Regions from separate parts of the Mus musculus genome. Here regions 2, 3, 4, 5, 6 and 7 are each linked to region 1. The links are chromatin contacts, called in public HiChIP or PLAC-seq and promoter capture Hi-C maps. All regions are on one chromosome and are shown on one strand. The core of a region is the stretch at or near the end of the contact, and the rest is flanking DNA. Distances in the headings are between cores, read along the strand shown. Region 1 holds the start of Rab5c (RAB5C, member RAS oncogene family). Region 2 holds the start of Coa3 (cytochrome C oxidase assembly factor 3). Region 3 holds the start of Ifi35 (interferon-induced protein 35). Region 4 holds the start of Vat1 (vesicle amine transport 1). Region 5 holds the start of Psme3 (proteaseome (prosome, macropain) activator subunit 3 (PA28 gamma, Ki)). Region 6 holds the start of Vps25 (vacuolar protein sorting 25). Region 7 holds the start of Ptges3l (prostaglandin E synthase 3 like).

Region 1 (3,614 bases), core at 693-3,192:
TCCTCCCTACCACCCAGTTACAACCACAAATACACACTATGTGGGAGAGACGTCTGATCAGGATCATTTCTCTAGCCTTAGAAAGAAATACCAGGAATTTTCTTACCCTCCTGAATAAGGAACTCTTCTTTCCTGGATAGGTATTTGATATTAAGCTAGGTATAGTGTTGTTATAGTGGGCAGGTCGGTGGAGAAAAGAGCTGGTCACCAGTTAAGAACCTGCTAAGAATTCACTCTCCCAAGCTCTGTCTTCTCTTAGCTTACATTTCTGTGTAGGTCTGTGCATGTCATATGGTGCATATGTTGTAGGAAACTGGCACCTTGGTGATAAAGATGAAATTGGATGTGGGCACAGCTTTGTGGCAGGCTGTCCCAGACAGGTCTATTCTTCAGCTCAAACTTTCAGGGTATGACTGATGCTGTTCCATGCCCTAGGCATTACATGGTCTCTGGGGGTGGGCTTTGATTTTATAAAAGTTTTGAGTAGTATCCCCGGGAGAGAGATGCAGAAAGAGGCCAGTGTTGGAGGATGAGGTTAAACAGAAGTGGTCCTAATTCATGCCGGGCGTGGTGGCGCATGCCTTTAGTCCCAGCGCTAGGGAGGCAGAGGCAGGAGGATTTCTGAGTTCGAGGACAGCCTGGTCTACAAAGTGAGTTCCAGGACAGCTAGGGCTACACAGAGACACCCTGTCTCGAAAAACAAAAAACAAAAAACAAACAAACAAAAAGTGGTCCTAATTCATACAGAAGGAATTAGAAGCAACAGAAACAGAACTGACCTGTGGTAGAAGGGTTAGTGGTTTTCATCTATAGTGACGGGTAGAGAGAACACAGGTAGTCTTTGAAGGAGCGCTAATTCTGACTGGGGGCAGAGTGAGGGAGATGAGGGGGTCTGGTATATTTGGGAACAGAGCCTAAGAAAGAAAGCTTAGTCTGTCGTGGTGGTTGCACATGTGTTTAATCCCAGCACTCCAGAAGTAGAGGCAGGAGGATCTCTGTGAATTCAAATACAACCCATCTACAAAGTAAGTTCCAGGCCAATCAGGACTACATAGTGAGAGCCCATGTGAAAGGAAGAGAGAGTGAGAGCAACCCTTGGCAGCAGCAGGTCTCCTTTTCAACCATTTAGTATCCTCTAGACAACTCCTTCTTTTAAAAAAAAAAAATTACATTTCTTCAAGTATTTAGCGGGAGGGAGGGTGGATGGGTGGTTGTCAAAAGACAACTAGTGGGAGTCTGTCTTACTCCATGTGAGTCCTGGGCACGGCACTCAGTCAGGCTTGGCTGCAAGCATCTTCACCTGTCGAGCCGTTTCGCTAGCCCCCAGAGAGCCCATTCTATAGAGCTCTCAGAGATTTCATCACCTTTTTTTTTTCTTTCTTTTTTCTTTTTCTTTTCTTTTCTTTTTTTTTTTTTTTTTTAAGCCAGGATCTTACTACATAACCCTAGCTGTTACTCACAGAGATCTGCAAGCCTCTGCCTTCGGATCGAGCCATTACACCTGACTCCATCGCCTTTCCTATAATAGAATGTCCTCAACAATCAGCCTCCTGGGCGGGCTTGGCTTCTCCAAGTTGCCGAGGGCACACGACCGGTCTGCGCGGCTACGTGAACATCATATTTTTCCTTTCTCAATTCTGCATGAACAGCCCTCTGTCTGCTCTCTTGGAAAGCTCAGCCACACGCCTTCCCTCGCGGCACTTGGAACTGGCAGTGACGCGATAAGCAGGCCTGGACCGGCTCCGCCCCACCGGCAGCCGGTTCCACCCAAAACCCAAGTGCCAGGCAGCCCCCGGCTCCTCCCTGTGCGGAGAACTACAAGTCCCGCCATCCCTCGCGCGCACTCTCCCTCCTTTCCCGCGTTGATTGTGGGTAGGATCGGAGTGTCTCCCATTGGTCTGTTCTTTCTGTCAGTCACCTGGGAATATAGAGAGGCGGGGCAGAGCTGAAGATCCGGATCCGGAGCGGCTGAAAGGCGGAAGTGGAGGCCGGAGCCTGGGACACCGCCGGGGGTGGGGGGGAGAGGAGCGGAGTCTGTGGAAGCCCCGGCCCAAAGTAACGCTGCTGCCCGGAGCCGCGGTGAGTGTGCCTGTCCCAGGGCCAGTGTCTCACTTGTGTGGTAGCCTCCCTGGGGTACCCTTTCCTCCTGCCCAACCTTAGCTTAGGGGGACACTGACCCCTCCCCCGACCCGTAGCCCCCTCTTAGGGGCTCACCAGGGCGTCAGGCCAAAGGGGGAGCTCCTCTTTCCTTCGCTAACCTGTCCTTCGGGAGCCTTTGGGAGTCTTTTGAGGCTCTCCTCTGGCCTGTCCAGTCCACTTGTGGGAGAGAGGGACTCTTAAGTTCCGCTCCCCACCCCCTCAGCTTTCAAAATCAAAGAGTCTTTACCAGGTGCGAAGGAACCTGTCCCCCTTCTCTTTTAGAGGTGACGGAGAGTGCTGTCTCTCCTGGTTTTCCTTTCCTGTGTTCTACGCCTCCCACTCCCCAATCCCAACCAAAAACCCAGTTGTCCCCCTGCAGCCCTGAAATTATCTTTATCTCGATTTCCTTTCGGAGATGCGGGGATGGGGGGGGGGGGATGTCGGAATGAGAGTGTTGTACACGCACAGAAGTGTTTTTGCGCGCTTACAGTTCCTTACTTCCTCTTGAGCTTACGAGGACCTCAGCAGAGTTTGAATTCTGGGTCACTTAGACGGAATGGCAGCCTTCTCCTTGGACTGCACGTTATGCCCCCAGCCCTGTCTTAAGTTCTCTCAGTGTGTGTTCGTCTTCCTGCCTCTAAAGAATTTAGCTGAGCTCTGCTCAATCCTAGGGACAGATCACAGATCAGGGAGGATCTGCCCATTCATTATCTTCTGTCTCCCCTCCTCCTTCCCCCCTGCTTCAGGCCCAGCCCTGTCCTTCCAGAGCATGTGAGTGGTTTCCTTAGAGAGACTGCTGCCTGCTTATCTATAGGGGTGGAGAATAGACCAAATAGGAGTAGTGTGAAATTGAGGCACCATCTCTTAACCACCCTGAATCACACACCACTATACACTTGAGCAACAGGTCCATTCCTCACCAGAGTCTCCACTCCCCTCTTGGCTTGGACTTTTTCACAGAGCAGTTAGTCCACATCACCGTGGCAGGTATAGTTTTCGTCCGTAAAGGAATTGCTTATGTGTGCTGGAAAGTGCCAGTTCCCCTACTGTATTGACACAGGATTCTTGTGTTTTCCTTGGGACTTAAGTGTGTGAAATGGCTGGTATCTCTGACCAAGCTGGAAGGTTCTCTTGTTATGCGGCCAAAGTACAGGTTAGAGACTGCCTTCCTGAGGAGTAGCCTGATTCTGAAGCCACAGCTGACCCTTGCTGTCTTGCAGTGGAGGAAGAGTGGGAAAGCCATTCAGTCCTTGGGCATCTCTGATCAACTTTTTTTTTTTTGGTTTTTTGAGATCTGATCAACTTAAGATGCTTTTCTTACTACACAAAGGCTAAACATTTTGCTTTGAGATCTTTCCAACCTACTTCTGGACAGTTTCCGGTGTTCAGTCAGTATAACAATCAATCAATCCTCTCTCTCTCTCTCTCTCTCTCTCTCTCTCTCTCTCTGTGGGCTCAGAGATTCAGCTAGCCTA
Region 2 (3,688 bases), core at 594-3,093, 540 kb before region 1:
GCACCACGAGGCTGCCAGTCTCTGAGGCTCAGCCCTTTGACAGTCATCTTTCCCATCTTCATCTCTTAAACGAAAAACTCAGATTTTTAGATTTTGCCTCTGAGCTGTTTTAAATCCACTCTTGCCTTCCTCTCTGTCATCACTCTGACTACACACAGGCTCCCCTAGCTCACCTCCCAACTCAACTCCAGCCTTTAGACCACATACAAAATCATTTTTACCAGGGGGAAAATGACAGCCACATTGGCCCCCTCATTTACATTTCAGTGGCTTCGCTCAGCAGAGATGGCTTAGCAGTTAAGAGCACTGGCAGGTCTTCCAGAAAACCTGGGTTCAATTCCCAGCACCCACATCAGGTGGCTCACAACTGCCTATAATTCTCAATTCTTCTTTTTTCCTGCTAAAACAAGTATAAAGTTCTCTCCCCTGACAGACATTCAGACCTCTGCTTGGAATGTCTCCAAACTACTTTCCTGGCCTTACTCTCTATTGCTTCTCCATATGCTCTGGTCAACCTGGACAACTAAACCCTCCGCTCCCAGCCTCCCTCTTGTTTTCCCAAGTTTTATTCATGGTATCATTCAATCCCTGGACCTCATCTTACCACTCCTTTAAATTCTCATAGTAGCTTGTATTCTCTGTGTCAATCACTCTAACCGTTATTTGTATCCACTTGCTCATATGTTAACAATTCCCACCTAAAGACTACATAGTTTGAGAGCAATGGCTAGATTGCAGTTCCCTCTTTCTATACCAGGCAATGTAAATGATAAGCACTCTAAACACGTTTATGGAAAGAAGAGTAAAGGGGGCTGGTGGTGGAGAGATGGCTCAAGCAGTTAGAAGCACTGGCTACCCTTCTAGAGGACCAGGGTTCAATTCCCAGCACCCATATGGCAGCTCACAGCTGTCTATAACCTCAGTTTCAGGTGATTGGATACCCTCATACAGACATACATTAATTTTAAAAGGGGGGGGACTCCCCATGATGCCGTGTGCTTTTAATCCCAGCATCTGGGAGTCAGAACATCTGTCAATTCCAGGCCAGCCTAAGCTACAGAGAGTGTTCCAGGTCATGACTCCACAGTGAGACTTTGTCTTTAAAAATAAAAATAAAAAAAGGCACGTGGGGAGTGGTGCAGGGAAGTGGGGGTTAAGAAATAAAAAAAAGAGTGCTAGTAAGCCTCGTTCATCGCTTATAAGCCCCACGACCTCGCACAACAAGAGTACTAGCAAAATATTTGAGTGAAAAACAAAGATCAACGCTCCCCTGCCTCCCGTAAACCTGACTCCCCACTCTGCATCCACACCCACGATCCGGGTCTCCCTGAAGCTGCCCGTCCGTCCCGCAGCCTCCTTCACGGCTTGCTCGTTCTGCTGGGCCAAGTGAAGCAGGGCGTTTTCGATAGTCTCTGTGGTAACCACTCCGAACTGAAAGTCACTACAGTTCACCAGCCTGGGCCTCAAGGGTCCTTCCATATTCATAAGTCTTTCGGAGTACTTGGACAGTTTACGGGATCCATAAACTGGCCTCCTTAGCTTATTTCCAGAATCTTCTGCCACACCTTGGATTCTTCCTTCCCTTTCTATATGTTTGCCCTCGCTTCGAATCTGAGAAAAAACATAATGTCCACCACGGCTTCGAACGGTCAACAGCTTTTCGCGCCCCAACTGACACAGAGAGCTCAGCCAATCAGAAAGCAGGGCGCTTTTCACCTTTCCTGTCCCTCCTCTAGGGCGGAGAGACCCTGCCTCTACCCAGAAAACTCCACGTGGACTACAGCTCCCAGAGTTCCTTGCTGAAGTCAAAGACTACAATTCCTGGCGAGTTCCGGGCTTGACGGCTTAGGGCGGAGCAGCAACATGGCGGCCCCTGGAGCTGGTGACCCTCTGAATGCTAAGAATGGAAATGCTCCATTCGCTCAGCGCATCGACCCGTCGCGGGAGAAATTGACCCCAGCGCAGTTGCAGTTTATGCGGCAGGTGCAACTTGCCCAGTGGCAGAAAACACTGCCACAGCGGCGGACCCGGAACATCATGACCGGCCTGGGCATCGGGGCCCTGGTGTTAGCTATTTGTATCCGTCCTGGCTATACCGCATATGGGGTTAGGGAAAAGGGAACAAGACGTGTAGCTTTTAATGTGCGGGCAAATGAGGTTCATGCCTAATCTTACTATATATACGCAGCGCGTATTGGCTTAGTAATAACAATTGGTTAAGGGTTCAAAAGGAGCAAAAGGGTGGCAATCCAAAATCATTAATTTGGGAAAACAGCAAGGGTGGCTAGACGAAAGGAATGCCCATGTGCTTTGTGGTTTCCTGAACCCACTCCGTCAGATGGTTACACCTTCTACTCGGTGGCCCAAGAGCGTTTCCTTGATGAGCTGGAAGATGAAGCCAAAGCTGCCCGAGCCCGTGCTCTTGAGAGAGAGCGAGCTTCGGGACCCTAACTGTATGGACCATCTTCAAACTGCTGGATCCCCTGTATATGTTGAATGATGCCTGGTGGTCTTACAGCATCACTGGCACACTAACGTCGGACTGTGTGATTGAGCCCAAGAAGCCAGAGACTATGCATTTGGCCGCTGCCAAGGGGGGGATTGCTCACTTCACGTGCAGTTTGTCCAGTTACTCAGCCCTTTTTATTTCCTTGTTTGAGAGGTATGCAACCTTGCCTTTACCCAAACTTTGTGGTTTACCCCTTCACCTCCCAGGGGCCCCGACTCTTAAGGGGGAGGGTGTGGCTTAACTGCAGCGTTGGAACCTTAAAGTGGGAAAGATAGGGTCAAGTTAAAGTAATAAAATGAGTCATGTCTCCCGAAGCCAAGCTAGTGTGTGGGGGCAGAGAGACATATGGCACTTCACGCTGGAAAGCTCCCTGGCACTAGCTGCAGCGGTGGCATTGCCCCAGGGAGCTGTAAATGTTTAACTAGAATTACTTTTTCCGTGAGATCTTTCCACCTGATTTAAGGGAGAGATTACTGGACTGTTTGAGACTGACCCAGGTCTTAGGGGGTAGAAGAAGGTCACTCTTCTGTTCTCTGCCTTCAAGAACAGACTCTTAATGGCACGGGCCTTTTCCTGTCTCTAGCTTGGTAGGTGAAGGATGAGCAAGGAGTAACTTCATTCTTTTAACATTTACTGGTACCTGCCTATACAGGCCTAGGGTGGGGTCTGGAGGGGATCATGCCTTGGCCATTGGATCATTTGGTCATGTAGTTTCCTCATGACCTGGTGGCAAAAAGCCAGAAAGCTGGGCCGCTTCCATCCTGCCTTCCATTGTGAGAGGAGAATGGCTTCGAGTTCCTCACCCTTCTTGCCTGCTTCACAAGTCTTTGTCCCCCACCCCGTCCCTAAGGCATGACAGATACAGACCCACAGCCTTTCTCCTCAGTATTTTTATTGGTTGCTGTTGACTTTGGTGGCAGGAGCACAGCCCCTCCACTCTCCCAGCTGGAAGTTGGCCTTCCGCAAGCATCTGGACTCGGATTGCTTAGTGGTCAGCCCTTGCCTGGGGAGGGCAGGTGGGGTAGGCTACAGAAATGAGATTTCCACACAGCAAAGAGAACCCGCAAGGTTTTGACTCTTCAGGATACAACACAACGCACTCTCCGTGCCCACGGGCCTTCTACCCACTCAGTGCTGGGGTGTTCTTTGCTGAGTTGAGTTGGTCACAAAAAACATCAG
Region 3 (3,776 bases), core at 1,147-3,646, 710 kb before region 1:
TGGATTTCTGAGTTCGAGGCCAGCCTGGTCTACAAAGTGAGTTCCAAGACAGCCAGGGCTATACAGAGAAACCCTGTCTCAAAAAATTAAAAAAATTAATTGTATATTTTTAAATTGTTTACACTTATGGGTTTTTAACTGGCATGTATGTCAGTGTACCACTGCGTGCCTGGTGCCTGGAGAGGCCAGAAGAGGGCACTGGATCCCCAGAAACTAGAAGTAGGGTTATGGATGGCCCTTAGCCAACAGGCTGGTGGTGGGAACTGAAGCCAGGTTCTCTTCAAGAGCAGCACATACTCTGGACTGCTGAGCCAACTCTCCAGGATGTGACTTTACTTTTCAAGATAGGGTCTCTCTCTCACTCACTAACCGAGAGCTGTTCAGTAGGGCTGGGTGGCTCACCAGCAAACCCCACGGCTGTGCTTGGATACAAGCATATGCCACTGTGCTATTTTCTTTAAAGATTTATTTATGTATTTTATGTATGTGAACACACTGTAGCTGTACAGATGGTTGTTGGGGATTGAATTTTAGGACCTCTGCTCACTCCGGTTAACTCTGCTTGCTCAGTCCCTGCTCACTCCAGCACAAAGCTTCATTTATTATACATAAGTACACTGTAGCTGTCTTCAGACGCACCAGAAAAGGGTGTCAGATCTCATTACCGGTGGTTGTGAGCCACCATGTGGTTGCTAGGGTTTGAACTCAGGACCCTCAGAAGAGCAGTCACTGCTCTTACCCGCTGAGCCATCTTGGCAGCCCACTGTGCTATTTTTTTTTGTTTTGTTATCTCAGTTTTTTTTTTTAATTTTTAAAAAAGATTTATTTATTTATTATATGTAAGTACGCTGTAGCTGTCTTCAAACACACCAGAAGAGGGAGTCATATCTTTTTACAGATGGTTGTGAGCCACCATGTGGTTGCTGGGATTTGAACTCAGGACCTTCGGTAGAGCAATCAGTGCTCTTAACCACTGAGCCATCTCACCAGCCTGGTTATCTCAGTTCTTAAGTACTGAATTTCTCCTCGTGCTTTTTTTTTTTTTTTTTAAAGATTTGTTTATTTTATGTATGTGAGTACACTGTTGCTTTTCTCAGGCACATCAGAAGAGGGCATCGGATCCCATTACATGTGGTTGCTGGGAATTGAACTCAGGACCTCTGGAAGAGCATTTAGTGCTCTTAACCACTGAGCCATCTCTCCAGCCCCTCTTCTCATACTCTTAAGGTAAGCAGTTTATAGACTGAGCTAGCTCTCTAGCCTTCCCTCTAGGTATCTTTGTGAAGAAGTGTAATATCCCTACATAGTAAGTGAAGGGATTAGACTGTCAACTTTAGAAAAGCTAATGTTTGGTCCAGTGCAACATGTCTGAAGAAACTAGGATCTGAAACCAGGCAGGTTGGCTCTTCAATATTGCTTTTTCCTTATTTGGCTCCAAATCGCTCCCTTTTTTTATTGTATCTGGGAGATAAATGGAAGTTTTCCGTGCCAGAAGACTAACAAGGGGAGGCAGAGCTGCTGAGGACAAGCTGCATTGGATCCCTCCTCGAAGGTGGCTGCCCACTGTGCTTCCTCCTGAGGCCTCACTGGCTGTTGGCAGGCAGACTTCACAGCTCAACCTAGCCTATCTGAGGTGGCCTCAGTCAGAGGCACTTAGAAAGACCACCTGTCCCAGAGAGGACCAATGGTCAGGTTGACATGGCATTCTGAGGGGAGGAGTTTTTGGCTGGGAAGTACCTCAGAGTATTCCCTTTGCTGTTTAGAATAGCCAGAAACCTTTGATGCTTACAGCTCTCTACAACCCTGAAGCATACATCCACATAAAGAAAGATCAAGGCCGGGCAGTGGTGGCGCACACCTTTAATCCCAGCACTTGGGAGGCACAGGCAGGCAGATTTCTGAGTTCGAGGCCAGCCTGGTCTCCAGAGTGAGTTCCAGGACAGCCAGGGCTAAACAGAGAAACCCCGTCTCGAAAAACCAAAAAGAATGATCAAGGTCCTTACTTTAGGTGTCAGAGTCCTGGTTTTGACAATAGGTAAATGACAAGATCCACAGACCAAGGTACCCTAAGCGCTCTACTTCTCTTCCACCCTTAGCAGGCTTGAGCCGAGCAGGTCTAAGCCTAGAACACTGTGTTCCCGCCCCTCCCCACATGCGACAAATGCTCCCCTGCTCCCGTACTTACAGTTTGCAGGGTCACAGACATGGCTCTCACGTCTGGCAGAAGCTGGGGCTTCAGAGCAGGGTTGGCAGTGAAGAGTTCTGAAGGACTAAACTCTTTGACCCCTCAGAGGTGGCTCTGGTCTCCTCAGCCTCCAGCAGCGTCTGAAACACACTTCCACTGCTGTTGCTTGCTTGCCGGCCTCACTTCCACTTTCATTTCTGTGAATTCTGCTTCTGAGCATACAGCCCCACCCTTGGGCGGAGCCTTCCAAGTCATCAAATCTAACTACCCAGTCAGGCATGTGCTCCTGGGACCGCAAAGGGAAGACTTTCCCAGGCAGCCAGTTCTAGCATAAACCATGGTAGGATTTTTAAGACTTCCAGACAGACAGGCTCTCAGTACTGCAGCTCTAGCTGGCTTCACACCCTTGAGATCTGTCTGCTTTTGCCTCCAAAAAGCTGTGATTAAAGAACTGTGAGTCACCCTGGAGGCAGAGGCAGGCGGATTTCTGAGTTCGAGGCCAACCTGGTCTACAAAGTGAGTTCCAGGACAGCCAGGGCTATGCAGAGAAACTGTCTCCAAAAAACCAAAAAAAAAAAACAAAACAAAAAAAACCTGTGAGTCAAGTGGCGGCGGCACATCTTTGATGCCAGCGTTCAAAGAGGCAGGTGGATCTCTGTGACCAGTCAAGCCTAGTCTACAGAGTGATTTTTCAGGGCAGCCACAGGTACACAGAGAAATCCTACCTCCAAAACCCAAAATATAAAGGGTTCAGCTGTTGAGTACCAGAGGACCCAGGTTCAACTCCCAGTATCCACATGGCTATTGGTAACCTTTTTCTTTTAAAAAAGATTTATTTATTATGTGTAAGTACACTGTAGCTGTCATCAGACACTCCAGACCAGGGAGTCAGATCACATTGCAGATGGTTTCGAGTCACCACGTGGTTGCTGGGAATTGTACTCAGGACCTTCGGAAGAGCAGTCAGTGCTTTTTGTTGGTTTTATTGTTTCCGAGACAGGGGTTTTATCTGTGTAGCCTTGGCTGTCCTGTAACCATGCTGTCTTGTAGACCAGGCTGGCCTGGAACTCCGAAACTCGCCTGCCTCTGCCTCCCAAGTGCTGGGATTAATGGCGTTGAGCCACCACTGTCTGGCGCAGTCAGTGCTTTTATCCACTGAGCCATCTCACCAGCCCAACTAAAAAGCCCTTTTATTTATTTATTTATTTATTTTTTATTTATTTTTTTTTTTTTAAGATTTATTTATTATTTATTATATGTAAGTACACTGTAGCTGTCTTCAGACACACCAGAAGAGGGCATCAGATCTCATTAAGGATGGTTGTGAGCCACCATGTGGTTGCTGGGATTTGAACTCTGGACCTTTGGAAGAGCAGTCGGGTGCTCTTACCCACTGAGCCATCTCACCAGCCCCCTTTTATTTATATGAGCACTCAGTAGCCGTCCTCAGAAACACACCAGAGTTGTGAATCAGATTCTAATTACAGATAGTTGTGAGCCACCATGTGGTTGCTGGGATTTGAACTCAGAGCCTCTGAAAGAAGTCAGTGCTTTTTTTTTTTTTTTTTTTCGAGACAGGGTTTCTCTGTAT
Region 4 (3,781 bases), core at 936-3,435, 730 kb before region 1:
CGTCCCCCACCACTACGATCTTGCAGCGGCCACTCTGCCCCTCCATGGTCCCGGCTACGCGCCGGCCCCCCACGCCGCCCCCCTCCCGGGCACAGCCGCCGCTTCTGCCGCCTCCTCCCCCGCCGCTGCAGCTGCAGCCTCTCGGGCCGCCGACACCGGCATCTCGCGGGCCCGCGCCGAGCCCCCGCCCGGGGCTGCGGGCCCCCTCCGCCCCGCCCCTAGCCCGCGGGCCGCACCTCTGGCCCCGCCTCCCACCCGCACAGCCGAGGGGCGGGGTTCGGGACGGGGCGGGGCCTGGGAGGAGGGGAGGGGGACCCGAGTTAGACTCTAGCGCGCAGCTGTGACCCCAGGAGCGCCTGAGGGTTTGTGGCCAGCGAGCCCCGTTTATTTGAGTTCCTCGGGCATGGAGGCTGGGCTGACCGAGGGCGAAGTTCTGAAGGGTCAGCTGCGAAGCTCCATACACGGGCGCAAGGCCTGAGCCTTCTGTGTGCCCACGCGTGCACGCAGGTGTGCTAGTGCGGCGGACACGCGCGGCGGCAGCAATCTATTTCCCGAACACAGGGGGGCGTGAGATGTTAGGAAAGGGAGGATTTTTGATTTTTGTCTCCCTCCTCCACTCTCGGGTCCAGACAGAGCTTAGGGAAATGGAAGTACGGACCTTAGCACTCCCACCCTACATTAGTGACATCATAGCTTTCTATCTCCATAACGACGGGTGGCGGGATCTAGGCCTGTGACCAACCTAGAAGCATGGACTAAGTTCCTCTAGCCAAGTACTGAGTGGAAAGTTTTAGGGGAGCTTTTGCGTCCTCTGGTGGATGTTTTGGTAGAAAGAGCAAAGGGAAGGCTAAGGAAGCTAGAATCCTTTGACAGCTAAGCTGGGCCAGAGCTAAGCCCCAAAGCCAATTTCAGCCTCATCTCAGACTAGCAATAAGCAAACCGCCATTTGCATGACATCTTTTGCCTAGAAGAGGATGGAGAAAGGGGCTTGGAGGGCTGTGATCGGGATGTAAAGTGAATGAATGAATGAATGAATGAACAAATAAATACACATACATACATACATGCATACATAAGTGAAAAAAATCCTTCTTTAGCCGGGCATGGTGCTGCACGCCTTCAGTCTTAGCACTCATGAGGCAGAAGCAGGCAGATCTCCCTGAGTTTGAGGCCACTCTAGTCTATATAATGAGTTCCAGGTCAACCAGGTCTAAATAGAGAAATCCTGTCTCAAAACAAACAAAACTCTTCTTTAAGTCGAAGATGTTCATTTTAATGTTATCTCGTTTTGAATAACCGTGTAAAGGTAACTAAAGCACACAATCTCATCGCTGTTTTACAAAAAGTAAACAGACACACAGCATTAACACCCAAAACTGTTAAGTTTAAGTTAGAGATGTAACTCGGGAGTAGAGCTACATTCATGAGGCTCTGGGTTCTATCCTCAATTCCAACAAAAGGAAAAGAGAGTGTGAAAGAAAAGGGAGGTGGTGGCACATGTCATTTTAACCACAGAACTCCGGAGGCAGAGCCAGCCTTGTATTCATGGCACCTTCTAGGCTCCAGGCCAGACCTGGCTACATGGTGAGACCCTGTCTTAGAGGTTCTCATGCTTGTAGTTTGCCACTGCAAGAACATAGTGAGTAAGCCGGGCGTGGTGGAGCACACCTTTTATCCCAGCACTTGGGAGGCAGAGGCAGGCGGATTTCTGAGTTCGAGGCCAGCCTGGTCTACAAAGTGAGTTCCAGGACAGCCAGGGCTACACAGAGAAACCCTGTCTCAAAAAACAAGCAAACAAAAGAACATAGTGAATAAAGTCTGCTTATTAGTAAACGGTAGAGTTCAACCTGAGGCACAATTTCACCGGAGTCTGATCCACAGGTGGCTAGATTATAAATTCAGATTTTAAATTATCCTTCAGACTGTGTCACGACAACTTTTAATTCGTATAAGGCTTTCTACGAATAAATCAAGTCTTAGACTCGGCATGCCCCAGAATCTCCTCATGCTTATCAGTCACACGCACGTACACCACCACCCTCCACCTGCACCGCTAGTCTTTTCGCGCCCTCGCAGCTCGGTCAGCAGAGGGACTAGCCCTTTAAGTCCGCCCGCGAAGCCCCACCCCCCGAGCAAGGCCCCGCCCCACCCACTGGTGTCCGCAGCCTGCGCTCTTCCTGACGCGTGTCCCGCCCTTCCCAGCTGTGCACCGGTTCTGTACAGCTGGGAACGCACGTCGCGAGTCTAGCCATGTCCGCGGAGAGGGAAGCAGCTGAGGCGGCCACTGTGGCAGCGGCGACCGAGGCCGGGGCGGAGACCGGGACCGGAGCCGGGGAGGGTGCGCCTTCGCAGCCCCCGACAGTCGAGGTGGCAAGCGACCCGCAGCCACCCCCGGCCCCCGAAGCGTCAGCATCCGCTTCGGCACCGCCACTGCGCTGCCTGGTACTCACCGGCTTCGGTGGCTACGATAAGGTGAAGCTGCAGAGCCGGCCGGCGGTGCCCCCGGCCCCGGGTCCGGGTCAATTGACGCTGCGCGTGCGAGCCTGTGGGCTCAACTTCGCCGACCTCATGGGCCGCCAAGGGCTGTACGACCGACTACCGCCTCTGCCGGTCACCCCCGGCATGGAGGGCGCGGGCGTGGTAGTGGCAGTGGGCGAAGGCGTCGGCGACCGTAAGGTGAGCGGTAGCAGGGCAGGAGTGGGCGCGTGCCGGGGGTGTGGCCGGGCCGGGAAGCCAGCAAGGACGCGGGTGGACTAAACATGGAACACATGGAAAGCAATTTATGTCTCCAGGCGTCTGGGAAAAGGATTTACTGGGAACTGGCAACAGTGTTATTGCCCCTTCCCAAAGCATTTTTTAGTAGTGGCCGCCGCCCCAAGCGGAGTTGGGGGGAAAACAATAAGGCGCCCAGGCGCATGCGCAGGATGACCTGCTCGCCCCCCTCCCACCCCCTTCCCCAAGTAAAACCACACCTGTACCCCTGCCCACTAAACACTCCCGGGGCAGTTGTGGTTTGTGACTCTGAGTGGTGGCTAACTCCCCCTTCCCTCCCGAGGGAGCTTTGAGAAGCTATGTAGATGGGGTTAGGCGGAGGCTCAGAGGCCGTGCCAGAGCGCTAGTCACATGCAGCCCCGTGGTGTATGGGGGTGTATGACGGCCCCTCCCCGAGCTGGGCCAAAGGGGACACACCCATCATGGAGCCCAGAGAGGCTGGCTTCCCCCACCGCCACGGGCCTTACGCTACTACTCGGGTATTTGACGTGGGGGAGGCGGGAATCAGTCTCCCATCTTTGTCTTGGGCTTGCTTTCTCGTGACTGCAACTCCATCCCTTCTTCAGTGACTCAGCTAGCAGGCCACGACCCAGGGTTACCCTTGGGAACTTCCGGCCCAAACCGCTGCTCCTCCTCCCTTTCAGAGGACCCCAGCCCCCGAAATCCAGGCGGAGCCCATTTGGACTAGGGTAGGGAGGTGTGGCACCTTGAGCAGGTTGGCCCAGCTTTGCCGGTCTGTTTCTCGTTTATCATTAATCACAGCCATAACCTTGGCCACATGAGACTTACAGAAGACCAGCTTTCTGAGAGATCCCGATTGAGGCCTCTTTATATCAAGTGTTTAGGAGTTTCTTTTCAAATCCAGCACCTTCATGAGATGCTGCCCCAGAGCAGTCTGAGCCTTTGCTAACCTGCTGGGTTTGCTGCATTTGTTGAACATCAAAACAGCTCCTCCTTAAAGTCGTTCTTTCTGAATCCAGCTGTGGTCACACCCTTGCCCTGACTTAGA
Region 5 (3,420 bases), core at 717-3,216, 580 kb before region 1:
ATGAGTCTGAAGCCAACCTGGTCTACCTAGCCTGCATAAGGAGTTCCAAGCTAGCCAGGGCTACATAGTCAGATGCTGTCTCAAAAACAAAGCAAAGAGCAAGTAAAGACAGAGACTGCAGCTGTGCAGCAAAACCAGCTGTTCCTCCCATCTGTGAGCACAGCACACTGAACAGAAAAGGCTTATTCCCAAGCAGGCGGAAAGCCAGGTAGCTGAAGGAAGCCTGTGGCTAGTTTAGAACTAATGAAAACCTGGGCTAACATTGAGAGCAGCACTAACATAACTTACCTTGCCAAAACTGAAACTAATGGTCCAAAAAGTAGCATCCTACAATCACCACACCTACAACAGAACCCCAGACCCCACAGGCAAATCCCACATACTCCGGACATCCCCAAGCTTACCAAAACATAAAATACTAAGAACACAAACATAAATGCAAGACACTCACACCATCCAGTCCATCGTGGCTATTGGTGAGGAGAATGGGGTCAGGGACTGGGAGGTTCATGTCTGAGTGGATCTGAGTTAGGTCATGGATATTTAGAATTGGTTCCTGAAAGAGAGGCATTCACCCCAAAACAGTATTAGTGTAAGTTTAAAACAAAATCAAAAACAAGGAGAGAGAGAAAGAGAGAGAGAGAGAGAGGAGTATTTCTTGTGAAATCGAAGAAAAAAAAGAATGCTTTACAGTACACAAGAGAACAGAATCAACACACAATCTGCCCCGCCTGTCACAAAGACAGGGACCAAAGAAGTAATTTAAAGAAACAAAAGTGTCTCTCACCTTCAAAAAACTATCAAGTTCTAGTAACTTCTTTGGGAAAAAATTTGCCACCAAGTCTTCTGCCTAGACAGAGAGAATACACCTGAATTAATAAACGTGGGACAGTCCCTCACTACAGATCTTTTGGGGACACCCCCAGCTATTAACCATCACCACTTTTCTCCTTTACAACACTCACCTCACTTGTGATCCGCTCTCTGAAAGAATCAACCTACAATGAACAGAGAGAGCAACTTAACACCTAGTGATACAAGGGCATGGATGGGGAACCCCAAATCCAGCTGTCTCGCCCTCACCTTGAAATTATAATTAGAAGGTGAGAGGCCCCCAGACTGCAAATACTTCATCTTTTTCAAGATCCATTTCTCCATCTCGGGAGAGGATGTTCGGGTTACAGGCCAGCACCTGTCTCCCCTTCTCTCCCTTCCTACCCACCCCTCACCTCCCTTTGTCCCTCCCTCCAGTTGTCTAAAACCCTCTCAATTTCATAAGCAGACAAAAGCCAGACTGGAAGAAGTGAGCTCACAAACGTGCCAACTCCCACCCAGACCTGGCCCCATCCTACGCAGTAAGCCAGCCTCCAAGGGCAGGGTCAGTGGCAGCGTCCGGGGGCGGGGACGTGGCTGGGCCAGGGGACTTCCACCTGTCATTAGCCTAAAGCATTGAGTTTAACACGTGTCCGCGGAGGAGTCCCTGGTGCACTCCATCACCAGAAGCAGGACAGAAAGCCACCCTATACGGTCCTCTCCAATGCCGTCTCCAGGCGTGGGGGGCTGGGTTGAGCCAGGCGGAAGCTCAGAGCTGGTGTCCCCAGGGAGACAAAGACGACATAGGGAGTGGGGAGCAGATCCGACTGCTGGGGGTTCGAAGGGAGGGATGAGGGGGCCGGAGCTATGCCGCTACCTTGAGCTTCACTTCCTGATCCACCTTCAGCAACGAGGCCATGGCCAGGCCGGGCCGTGTCCGCTCCGCTGGGTGCCGGAGGTGCTCTGGGCTCCGGGGAGGGCACCGGAGGGGCCTGAGGAATCTCCGTTGCCCTCGGGACCCGGGCACCCTCGCTGGCTTGCTCACCGCTTGCTCGTCCCCTCCCTCCGTGCCGGCCGGCCACCCGCCCGCCCGCCTGCTGGCTGCTTGCTCTCTCGCTCGCCCTCCCGGCTTTCGCCGCTCACGCCGGAAGTTGCGTCACAGCCAATCGCCGGCACTCCGGGGAGGATGAGCACGTGCCCTGCGCAGCCGCTCTGATACTCAGTTCTACAGGTTCCTGGAGGGGCTGTCGGAGCTTCCGGGCCTTGTGCCCTGTGGTGGTCAACCTAGGACAGGGATGCTGAGATCCAAACCTCCTGGGGACTCAAGAGTGATGTGTCTTATTGTCCCGGAACTCGACTTCACCGTGGGACCTCATGTGCCGGGGCTTCTGGAAGAGTAGGCGTCGCGCCCTAGTGACGTGAGCCGGAGAAGCCCGCGGCCCGGGTCCCTAGTTTAAGGTTCCGGGCTGTGACTGCTGACTCCCGCCTCCCGTCCCTCGGGCTAGTGTCAAACCGAAGACGCGTTCCATTGCACCGGGCTTTCCGGGGAAAGTTATCATAAACGTGCAGACCTCAGATACCAAATACCTGAAGGACAAATTCACGCCCAAAACAGCCTCGTGGCTTATCTAAGACACAACACGTTGCTTCCAATGACTTGACTAGAATCAAATCCTCCCAGTTCTAGAGGAAAAAGGTTACCATTTTCCTAACGCAAGTCTGAGACAGCATCTCCTCTTTCAACAATTAGGCAGTGTATCTTTTAGTTTGTGTTATTCCATGCAATCAAATGGAGTAGGGGTATGTGCTAGACCCCAGAAAAGTATTCTGGAGAGACTAGAAATGTGCGCATCATGTATATAGGGTAAAGTCTTCTAGCAGACACATTTTTTAAAAATTAAATAACTTTAGCCACTTCCTTTTTCTTTTCTTTTTTTCTTTCTTTTCTTTTCTTTTTCTTTTTCTTTTTTTTCTTTTTTTTTTTTTTTGGCGGGGGGAGGGGGGTTCGAGACAGGGTTTCTATGTGTAGCTCTGGCTGTCCTGAAACTGACGTTGTAGACCAGGCCTGGCCTCAAACTCAGAAATCTGCCTGCCTCTGTCTCCCGAGTGCTGGGATTAAAGGCGTGTGCCACCACTGCCCGGCTTAGCCACTTTCAATAACATTTATATTACAATGCAGTCAGCCTTTTGTATCTGGATTTCCAAATCACCGGGTCAACCAACTAAATGGAAAATATTCAGGAAACTTGAGCTACAAGGACCTAAAAGATGGATGACATAGTGGGAATTAAGGTACTCGCCTGTAAGCCTAGCTATGTAAATTCAATCCTTAGACACATACAGTATGAGAAAGAACCCCTGCAAGTGGTCCTATTACCTCTGCGCACACATTAGAAAGTAAGCAAGCAGCCATAGTAAATAATGACTTTAAATGCCTGAGCTTCGGAGTAAGGCCATATCTAAAAAGTAACAAAACAACCAAACAGGCTGGAGAGATGGCTCAGAGGTTAAGAGCACTGGCCACTCTTTCAGAAGTCCTAAGTTCAATTCTCAGCAACCACATGGTGGCCCATAACCACCTATAATGAAATCTGGTGCCCTCTTCTG
Region 6 (3,808 bases), core at 59-2,558, 520 kb before region 1:
TCTGAGAACTGAACCCACCTTTCTTTCTCAGTTCTTCTAATACAATCTGAATTGACTCCACAGGAAGTTTCCCTGGCTTAAGGTTAAGGGAATGGCCTACATGTAAATTAGGTTAAATAAAACATTTTCGGAGTTCGGCCCACGATAAAGAATGATCTAGCCCCCTCCTTTCCCTGCCATACATACATGCAATTTTTGAAGAAGATATGTTTGCATTTCCTCAATATTCTGGAAAAGGAGGTAAAAAGAAACTTCCAGTTAGAAGGAAGAACTAGCAAAGTGTGTTACAGGCCTGTAATACCAGCTCTTATGGGATGGACACAGGAGAATCACCAGTCCAAGGCTGGGCTGGGCTATAGAGATCAGGTCTCAAATAAAAGGCAAGAGTTTTAGAAAATAAAGGGTGTTACCCTTTACTTCATTCTCTGTGCCTTTTTCTCCACAAATTTTACCTATGAATCAGAGAGCAAAAATAAATGACCCTCACTTCCTGGGAGAGGTGGGGCAAGTCAAAAAAATTATTAAAGATGGTTTGGGATTTGAGGCTCACAGAGAGGAGATTCAAATAGTTTTAAAGGGTCCAGTGTGTAAAGCTTGGGACTTAAAGACCCCAGCACTCATTAACTAGGGTAAAGGGAGCTTGCACTGCCTGCAAAAGTGCATATAAAATGATTATCTGCCATTTAGTTTTGCTGTTTCCCAAGTCCAGGTTGAATAGAAGCCTGCCTACTGTGGGTAAAGGGAGGTGGGGAGATGCAGTCTGGGCATGTAGAAAAGTGTGGGAGTGCGTGTGTGTGGGGGCTGGGGGTGGGCTATGGAAGAGCCTGAGGGAGGATACGCTGTAGCTTGACGTTGTTGAAAAGCGGGCTCTCCTGGGCTTCCATCACCGTCATGCTGGACTGTTTGTGCAGGCGGCAGAAGGACAGAACCAGAGAGCACCAGGCGGCCAGCTGCTTCTGCCGGGTGTCCACGTTCGGCTGTAACCTGCCGGGCGAAGGGAGCAGGACGAGGAATTAAAGCGTGGAAGAGGGCGGCAGCAGCACCAGCCTAGCAGCACGTTAGGGGGAGACAGTGACGGGCTGGCTGGACAGGAAGGCGGCCGGCAGCTCCCGTCTCCCCCGGAACCCCAAGTGAATCATCAGGGCTGAGCCCTGGGCCCCGGGGACGGGAGGGAGCTACACTGGGCTTCTCAGGGTCTGAGCCTCACGTAAAGAAGGGCGGGAAGCGGTACTGCCACGGCCACTCGAAACTCATCGCCATCGTAGTAGCCCAGAAAACCCGGAACCGACAAGGGGCTTCCGGTCTCCGCCTCAGCATGTCCGGGCTGACAGCACAGCAGAAAGGTTCCGGACTCCTCTCGGGAGGCGCCGCAGTGGGATGGGAACGGTTCTTGTCACCAATCTGCTGCTGTCTAAAGAAAAACTTCAACATGAAGCGCAGGAGTTCTGGGTCTTGTCGCTTAAACAGAGGGAAACGGGGGCGGGGGGGGGGGGGGGGGACGACGACACGTAGTTTCCCTCTGCAAATTGCGAGGTCAGCCGAACGCAAGTTAGAATCCACATCTGGAGGCTTCACCTTCGTGTCGGTTGCCAATTTAAACTCATGATGCCGAAATTTCCTGCATTCCCACCCAGGTTGACTTCACTCTTAAATTTCCTGTAGGATCATGGGAGCATATTGTGTGGTTTGCATCGCTATACGCGATTTTCAAAGAATCAAAACTTATTGCTTTTTTCAAAGAATCAAAACTAACGTTTAGCTCTTAACCTCTTCCTTTCTAGACCCCAGACTTGGAATCCCTTTGGCTTCATCTGACTCATACCCAGCCTACACTAGTCAGATCTGTCCCTTTGCCTGCCTAAACTACGGGTCAGTTCCCAAACCAGAATTACTGTTTCCATTCTCCCAACAGTACTTCCACTGCTGAGCTGTGGAAAATTGCTGAAGACCAACCAGAACATGTTTACTGAGTCCCGGGCTCGCTGACTAATCTCACTACTGGACTCTCAGGGGAGCCTTGTTGGATCTAGAAATACAAGTTTGGGAGTCTTCTGACCTGACATGCAATATGAACCCATTTAAGGGATAAGAGCACTAAACAAAAGGTGTATTGAAAAGAAGGCTGACCTTGGGCTGCTAGGAGATGCTCACCTTTAAAGAGCGAGAAGAAGCTGGGCTGTTTTCATTGATTCCCTGTTATCCTCATTCAAAATAGTCCGCCTGTGTCTATCTTTCTGTTCCCTGAAGAATTATTGTGAGAATCCCTTAATCTCTCTCTGTCACAATGTTTAATTCATAGCTCCAAAGCTCCTCCCCATTTTTTCTTCCTTTGCCTTTTGAACTCAAAACTGCCATTCTTCCTTTACAAGTAACGTGTTGCCTCAATTTTTCAATTTCTTTCCGGATATCACTATCATCATGCCTCCCTCCCTTTCTGTGTAGCTCACTTTATTTCTATTTAAAAGTAATGTTAGGGCTGGTGAGATGGCTCAGCAGGTAAAGAGCACTGACTGCTCTTCTGAAGGTCCTGAGTTCAAATCCCAGCAGCCACATGGTGGCTCACAATCACTCGTAATGAGATCTGACGCCCTCTTCTGGTGTGTCTGAAGACAGCTACAGTGTACTCATATACATACATAAACAAATAAATCTTAAAAGAAAAAAAAAATGTTAGCTGAGCACACCTTTATCCCAGAGCTCAGCCTTTAATCCCACTGCCTCAACCTTCTGAGAACTGAGATTACATGTGTGTGCTGTGTCCATGGTCTGTTTTTTTTAAAGATATATCTATTTTAGATATGTGAGTACACTGTAGTTGTCTTCAGACACACCAGAAGAGGGCATCAGATCCCATTACAGATGGTTTTGAGCCACCATGTGGTTGCTGGGAATTAAACTCAGGACCTCTGGAAGAGCACTCAGTGCTCTTAACTGCTAAGCCATCTCTCTAGACCCACCTTCTTTCTTTTTAAAGAAGGTATTAATTTCTTTTTATTTATATGTATATATGCATTTATGCAAGTGCTCCTGGAGACAAGAAGAGGATTCCCTGGAGCTGGAATTACAGGTGATTGTGAGTTGCCTGACATGGCTATTTAAATGGAATAGAACTTTGGTCCTTTGTAAGAGCAGTGACTGATCTTAATCTATGAGCTATCTTTTCAGCCCCCTACATTTTCCCCCCTTAGGTCAGTTCTGAAGGTCAAAGTCTGACTTATCTCTAACACCTCTCTCTCCTTTACCCCCTCATGACGGATGGTCCTATAGATTCCCTTCATTGATTTTAATCATAACTCCTACTTATAATTAGGTTTGCCTCCCCGCTCATCAGTTTGGCTAAGTCTTGATTTTCTCACTCCTGGATACCTTTGTCGATGTTGTTTGAGACAGGATCTCACTATGTCAACCTGGCTACACAGATCAGGGTGGCCTCAAACTCAGAGATCCACCTACCTCTGCCCCTGAGTGTTAGGGTCAAAAGTGTGAGCCACAAAGCCGGGCTTTACTCCTGGGGTCTACAATGACTTCCTAATCCACACTCATTCAATGTCTGCTCCAGGGGAATACTTTCCACCTAAGGCCTTGCCCTGGACCAACTCTGCAGTCACACTCTTCTGACTCCAGGACATGGCAATGTCTCTCTGAAAGTTTATATGTTGAAGGCTTGGGCCCCAGCTATGTTTGCTAGGGTTTGGGTGCTCAGATTCTGAGGAATCTAACTTTATCAAGAGGTAATTCATTAACGAATCCAGAGCCTAGTGGACTATGGGGAGTTAGAGACTGGTGGGAAGTAATAGGTTACCAGGGG
Region 7 (3,471 bases), core at 512-3,011, 690 kb before region 1:
CTGCCTATAATCTCAGTATCCAGAAGATGGAGGTGGGATGAGGAGAAATTCAAGGTTAGGAACACCAAGCCTGATGGCTTGTGCTTGATGTCTCGAACTCACATTCTAAGGAGAGAACTAACTCCTAAAAGCTGTCCTCTGACCTCCACAAGTAGGCTGTGACACCAGCACTGTGCTCCTACACACACACACACACACACACACACACACACTAAAACCCAAAAAAACTTCAAGATGATTCTATAGCAAGTTCTGGGTCAGAGAGCCTGTCTTTTAAAAAAAATCAATAATAATAATTTTCAAGAGCTGAGGACATAGCTTAATTGGTGACAGAGTGCTTGTCTACAACATGCAACTTCCTGGGTGCCACCCCCAAGACTGTTCCCTTTGCCCCCCCCAAAGCAGAAAAAATATATCATTTTGCCCAAAGAATGTACTTAACAATACAGCTGCTTAATTGGCAGAGCGAGGACAATTTTTTTATGTCATTACCTTGACAATTTTTTCTGAAAGTGACAATAAAAAATAGAGACAGTACCATCTCTGCCCAGGACCTTCCATGGCATTCAATACTGGACAGGGCCTGGCCACTTTTTAAGTCTGTTGACTTGTGGTTGACTGCTCCTTGTGCAAGGGTATATGGGTATGAGAAGGAAGGAACTGGAAACACTTCAGATCAGCATAAGTCACTATCTCCTACCAATAAGTTTTCTTGGCTAAACCATTTTGAGTGGGAAGAAAGCCACATGTGGACTGCAATCTGCACAACAGGAAGCGGAAAAGGCGGCCTGTCTCAAAACTTCCAGCTTCCAGACGTTCAAAGTTTGTAAGGAATCTTCCCGCGTTGTGGTTTACAGAATTTCCTTGCTTCTTCGGTGTACTGAAGAACGCACTGGTCAGTCAGAAGGCCCCGTTCAGAGAACCCCGTTATTAACCAGGATGGCAGAGCAGTCTGAAAACACTGTCAGGACATCCTTATAGTCAGGTGTGTTTCTTTCCACTGCCAAGGGATGGTGTCTGTTCACCAAAGCCGTCACTGAGATAAGACAGCATAAAGATCACAGCCTATCTATATGCCAAAAAAAGCACGGGGCATTAATTTCAATTTCCATGGATTCCAATTCACTTCCCTTTCACTTAACACTTCTCCCGTTCCCAATGTTCATTCTATCAATAAGTGCTCAGGGTATATACTTCAGGGTAGAGAGAGTGACACAAATACACACTCAAGTACCTCAAAGTCGACAGAGGCAGCACGGCTTCCATTACCAACTGCCTTTTCAATACTCTTTAAGGCTCGCCATATGTCTTTCTGCATCTTCCTGACTCTTCTCTCTATCTTGCATACACGTGCCTATAGTACTTCCAGCTCGGTCGCTCCTCACCCTTTCTACCTCGGTCCGTGTCAGCATCACCACCCACAAACTCCCCGCCTGCATCATCTTCATCCGCATCCGGAACTAGCGGCAGACACTCACCTGGTCCTCACCCCGCACCCGTGGCCGGTCCCCCGGCAGCACATCGCTTTCGTCACCGCCACAAGGGTCTGCCAGCCCCTCGTAACCCAGGACGTGAGGACAGCCGCGGAAGGCAAAGTCTTCGAGCTCGCGCAGGAGACGCTGCTGCTCCGCCGGCGCCCCGCGCACTACCTGGCGCAGACGGAACTGCACCTGCGCGAAGTGCGAGGACAGCGCGAGCAGGGCCGAATCCAGCTGCCGCCGCTCGGCTTCCAGCCGCCTCAGCGTGCGGACAGTCGCGTCGGATGGAGAGCCCGGAGCCGCTCCAGGCTCTTCGGCTGCCGCCGCCTCCGAGAACGTCGCCGCCCCAGGACCGGCCTCGGCCACTGCCCCCACGGGAGCCCAGCGCACAGTCTCGCATGGTGGCAGCGACTCCTCCTCCTCTTCTTCTTCTTCCTCGTCCTTCGCCTTAGGCCCGACAGCGGTCACCACAGTTCCTAGCTCCGTAGCCACTTCCACCGTCGCCATCTTCCCGGAAACGCCGCCCGCACGTCAGTGGCGCCCCCTTGCTGCCATGGCAACGGGCTCTGGCAGGGAAGCCTGGACGAGTGGTGGGCGGGTCTTGCACTCCTCCAATCTCGGGAGGGCCCGCCCCCTCGGGACTTTAATGCATTTTGTGAATTAGACACTTTGAGTTGGAGGAACAAGTGAATGAAACCGAGAACAAGTAACTTCCTGCATATAGGGGCTAGAGTAGCCCTTTCCCTGGATAGAGAGTAGATATTGTATTTCTGATATGTTTATTTCTGGAGACCCCGAGATGTAGAAAACGCTCCCGGTGTCCTTCTGGAGTCCAAATCACTCTTGCTGTCAAGCCAACTTTCTTTCCCTCCCTCGCAACCCTTCCTCCTACCATATAAGGAGAGGCAGCTGCTAGGAGCCTCCTAGAATCTAAAGATAGAGGCCTTTTCTTGGGACTCCAAAAGCCACGGGGCAGCTGGAGTCACCATGGAACGGTGAGTTTCAGGCCGCCATCATACAGGTCCTACATATTCCCCTGTCCGTTTTCCTGCAGATTTCCTCTCCCACATTTGTAGAAGCCGCTGAGTCTGCCCACCAGCACCCCAGACTCCACGTCTCTGTGACTGTGGGTGAGAGGGGGTGGTGAGATCTGAACGTATTTTCTAACTCCTTACTTCCCTTGGCTCTCTGGGTTTATTCTCGCCACCTCTGCCCACTCCCACTACTCCCCTCTGTCTGGTTCAGTGGCACCACGTACGACTCTACTGTCTCCTCCCTCCACCTTTCCATATTGCCTTCAGTCTTGCCCACCCCTACCAAGCCCCACCTCCAACCTCTTCAGGCAGCCTGCCCGGACTCTGTGGTACGACAGACCCAAATATGTTTTCATGGAGTTTTGCGTTGAGGACAGCACCGACGTCAGTGTGCTCATTGAGGACCACCGCGTCGTGTTCAGGTAGTAGTCTTCCCCTGTGGACTGGCCTGGGGTCTCAAGAACCGTTCCTATCCTCCTGGTGTCTCAAGAACTTATCCTGTCACTTCCTATGTCTCTTTACTGTAACTTTAGCTGCAGGAATGGTGATGGAGTGGAGCTGTATAACGAGATTGAATTCTATGCCAAGGTGAACTCCAAGGTGAGGGCAGGGTAAGGATAGTCATATCTGAACAAGAAAGGCTGGCCAAGCAAGGAGACTGGAAGTTTATCCTAAAAATAAGGCTATCTGTCTGACAGGACTCCCAGGATAAGCGTTCTGGTCGCTCCATTACTTGCTTTGTGAGGAAATGGAAGGAGAAGGTGGCCTGGCCTAGGCTCACAAAGGAGGATATAAAGGTGAGTGTGTGTGCAGGAGTGGTCTACTCCTGTGCTCTCCCTTCATCTGAGCATTCTCTCTGTGCACCCAAGCATCAGAGTTATATCTGGAGCTGTGTTTGGCTTCTTTCCAGTCACTATTTTAGGGAGTCCTCTGGGTCGTGTGTATTTGATATTCTATTT

What was found. HiChIP or PLAC-seq counts read pairs in DNA pulled down with a chosen protein or histone mark. Capture Hi-C pulls out chosen DNA fragments and counts their contacts.
Region 2: a contact with region 1 is called in a FOXA1 HiChIP or PLAC-seq map of pancreatic cancer cells. The contact joins the promoter of Coa3 here to the promoter of Rab5c in region 1. A contact is called at or near these places in 1 of 484 Hi-C or Micro-C datasets (embryonic stem cells) and 2 of 115 datasets of contacts at active chromatin or transcription factors (extraembryonic endoderm stem cells and pancreatic cancer cells).
Region 3: a promoter capture Hi-C map of adipose tissue shows a contact between it and region 1, with 2.3 times the contacts expected there. The contact joins the promoter of Ifi35 here to the promoter of Rab5c in region 1. A contact is called at or near these places in 4 of 39 promoter capture datasets (hematopoietic stem and progenitor cells, liver and pre-B cells), 2 of 484 Hi-C or Micro-C datasets (B cells and CD4 T cells), 3 of 115 datasets of contacts at active chromatin or transcription factors (astrocytes, regulatory T cells and stem cell-derived neural progenitor cells) and 2 of 9 other capture datasets (adipose tissue and liver).
Region 4: a FOXA1 HiChIP or PLAC-seq map of pancreatic cancer cells shows a contact between it and region 1. The contact joins the promoter of Vat1 here to the promoter of Rab5c in region 1. A contact is called at or near these places in 3 of 39 promoter capture datasets (erythroid cells, liver and neutrophils), 3 of 115 datasets of contacts at active chromatin or transcription factors (astrocytes, pancreatic cancer cells and stem cell-derived neural progenitor cells) and 2 of 9 other capture datasets (adipose tissue and liver).
Region 5: a promoter capture Hi-C map of liver shows a contact between it and region 1, with 3 times the contacts expected there. The contact joins the promoter of Psme3 here to the promoter of Rab5c in region 1. A contact is called at or near these places in 1 of 39 promoter capture datasets (the C10 cell line), 1 of 115 datasets of contacts at active chromatin or transcription factors (embryonic stem cells) and 2 of 9 other capture datasets (adipose tissue and liver).
Region 6: a contact with region 1 is called in a promoter capture Hi-C map of liver, with 3 times the contacts expected there. The contact joins the promoter of Vps25 here to the promoter of Rab5c in region 1. A contact is called at or near these places in 3 of 39 promoter capture datasets (hematopoietic stem and progenitor cells, liver and neutrophils), 2 of 115 datasets of contacts at active chromatin or transcription factors (the SCID.adh cell line and pancreatic cancer cells) and 2 of 9 other capture datasets (adipose tissue and liver).
Region 7: a promoter capture Hi-C map of adipose tissue shows a contact between it and region 1, with 2.5 times the contacts expected there. The contact joins the promoter of Ptges3l here to the promoter of Rab5c in region 1. A contact is called at or near these places in 1 of 484 Hi-C or Micro-C datasets (embryonic stem cells) and 2 of 9 other capture datasets (adipose tissue and liver).

What each region holds. Positions count from the first base shown.
Region 1 is chr11:100,736,543-100,740,156 of GRCm38.p6, reverse strand. Rab5c (RAB5C, member RAS oncogene family) reads left to right here and starts at 1,942. Exons shown (of 6, transcript NM_024456.5): 1 at 1,942-2,079.
Region 2 is chr11:101,277,103-101,280,790 of GRCm38.p6, reverse strand. Coa3 (cytochrome C oxidase assembly factor 3) reads left to right here and starts at 1,843. Exons shown (of 2, transcript NM_026618.2): 1 at 1,843-2,077; 2 at 2,339-2,821. The coding sequence starts at 1,864. The coding sequence ends at 2,451. Cntd1 (cyclin N-terminal domain containing 1) reads right to left here and starts at 1,588. Exons shown (of 7, transcript NM_026562.2): 1 at 1,311-1,588. The coding sequence starts at 1,485. It overlaps Wnk4 (WNK lysine deficient protein kinase 4), which reads right to left. Exons shown (of 19, transcript NM_175638.3): 19 at 3,382-3,688.
Region 3 is chr11:101,447,032-101,450,807 of GRCm38.p6, reverse strand. Ifi35 (interferon-induced protein 35) reads right to left here and starts at 2,396. Exons shown (of 7, transcript NM_027320.4): 1 at 2,186-2,396. The coding sequence starts at 2,206.
Region 4 is chr11:101,464,603-101,468,383 of GRCm38.p6, reverse strand. Vat1 (vesicle amine transport 1) reads left to right here and starts at 2,185. Exons shown (of 6, transcript NM_012037.2): 1 at 2,185-2,676. The coding sequence starts at 2,251. It overlaps Rnd2 (Rho family GTPase 2), which reads right to left and starts at 209. Exons shown (of 5, transcript NM_009708.2): 1 at 1-209. The coding sequence starts at 46.
Region 5 is chr11:101,314,759-101,318,178 of GRCm38.p6, reverse strand. It overlaps Psme3 (proteaseome (prosome, macropain) activator subunit 3 (PA28 gamma, Ki)), which reads right to left and starts at 1,966. Exons shown (of 11, transcript NM_011192.4): 1 at 1,691-1,966; 2 at 966-998; 3 at 788-850; 4 at 452-556. The coding sequence starts at 1,732.
Region 6 is chr11:101,251,207-101,255,014 of GRCm38.p6, reverse strand. Vps25 (vacuolar protein sorting 25) reads right to left here and starts at 1,308. Exons shown (of 6, transcript NM_026776.5): 1 at 1,208-1,308; 2 at 839-984; 3 at 19-72. The coding sequence starts at 1,260.
Region 7 is chr11:101,423,618-101,427,088 of GRCm38.p6, reverse strand. Ptges3l (prostaglandin E synthase 3 like) reads left to right here and starts at 1,761. Exons shown (of 7, transcript NM_001357574.1): 1 at 1,761-2,473; 2 at 2,821-2,934; 3 at 3,046-3,112; 4 at 3,211-3,309. The coding sequence starts at 2,466. Rundc1 (RUN domain containing 1) reads right to left here and starts at 2,004. Exons shown (of 5, transcript NM_172566.4): 1 at 1,479-2,004. The coding sequence starts at 1,985.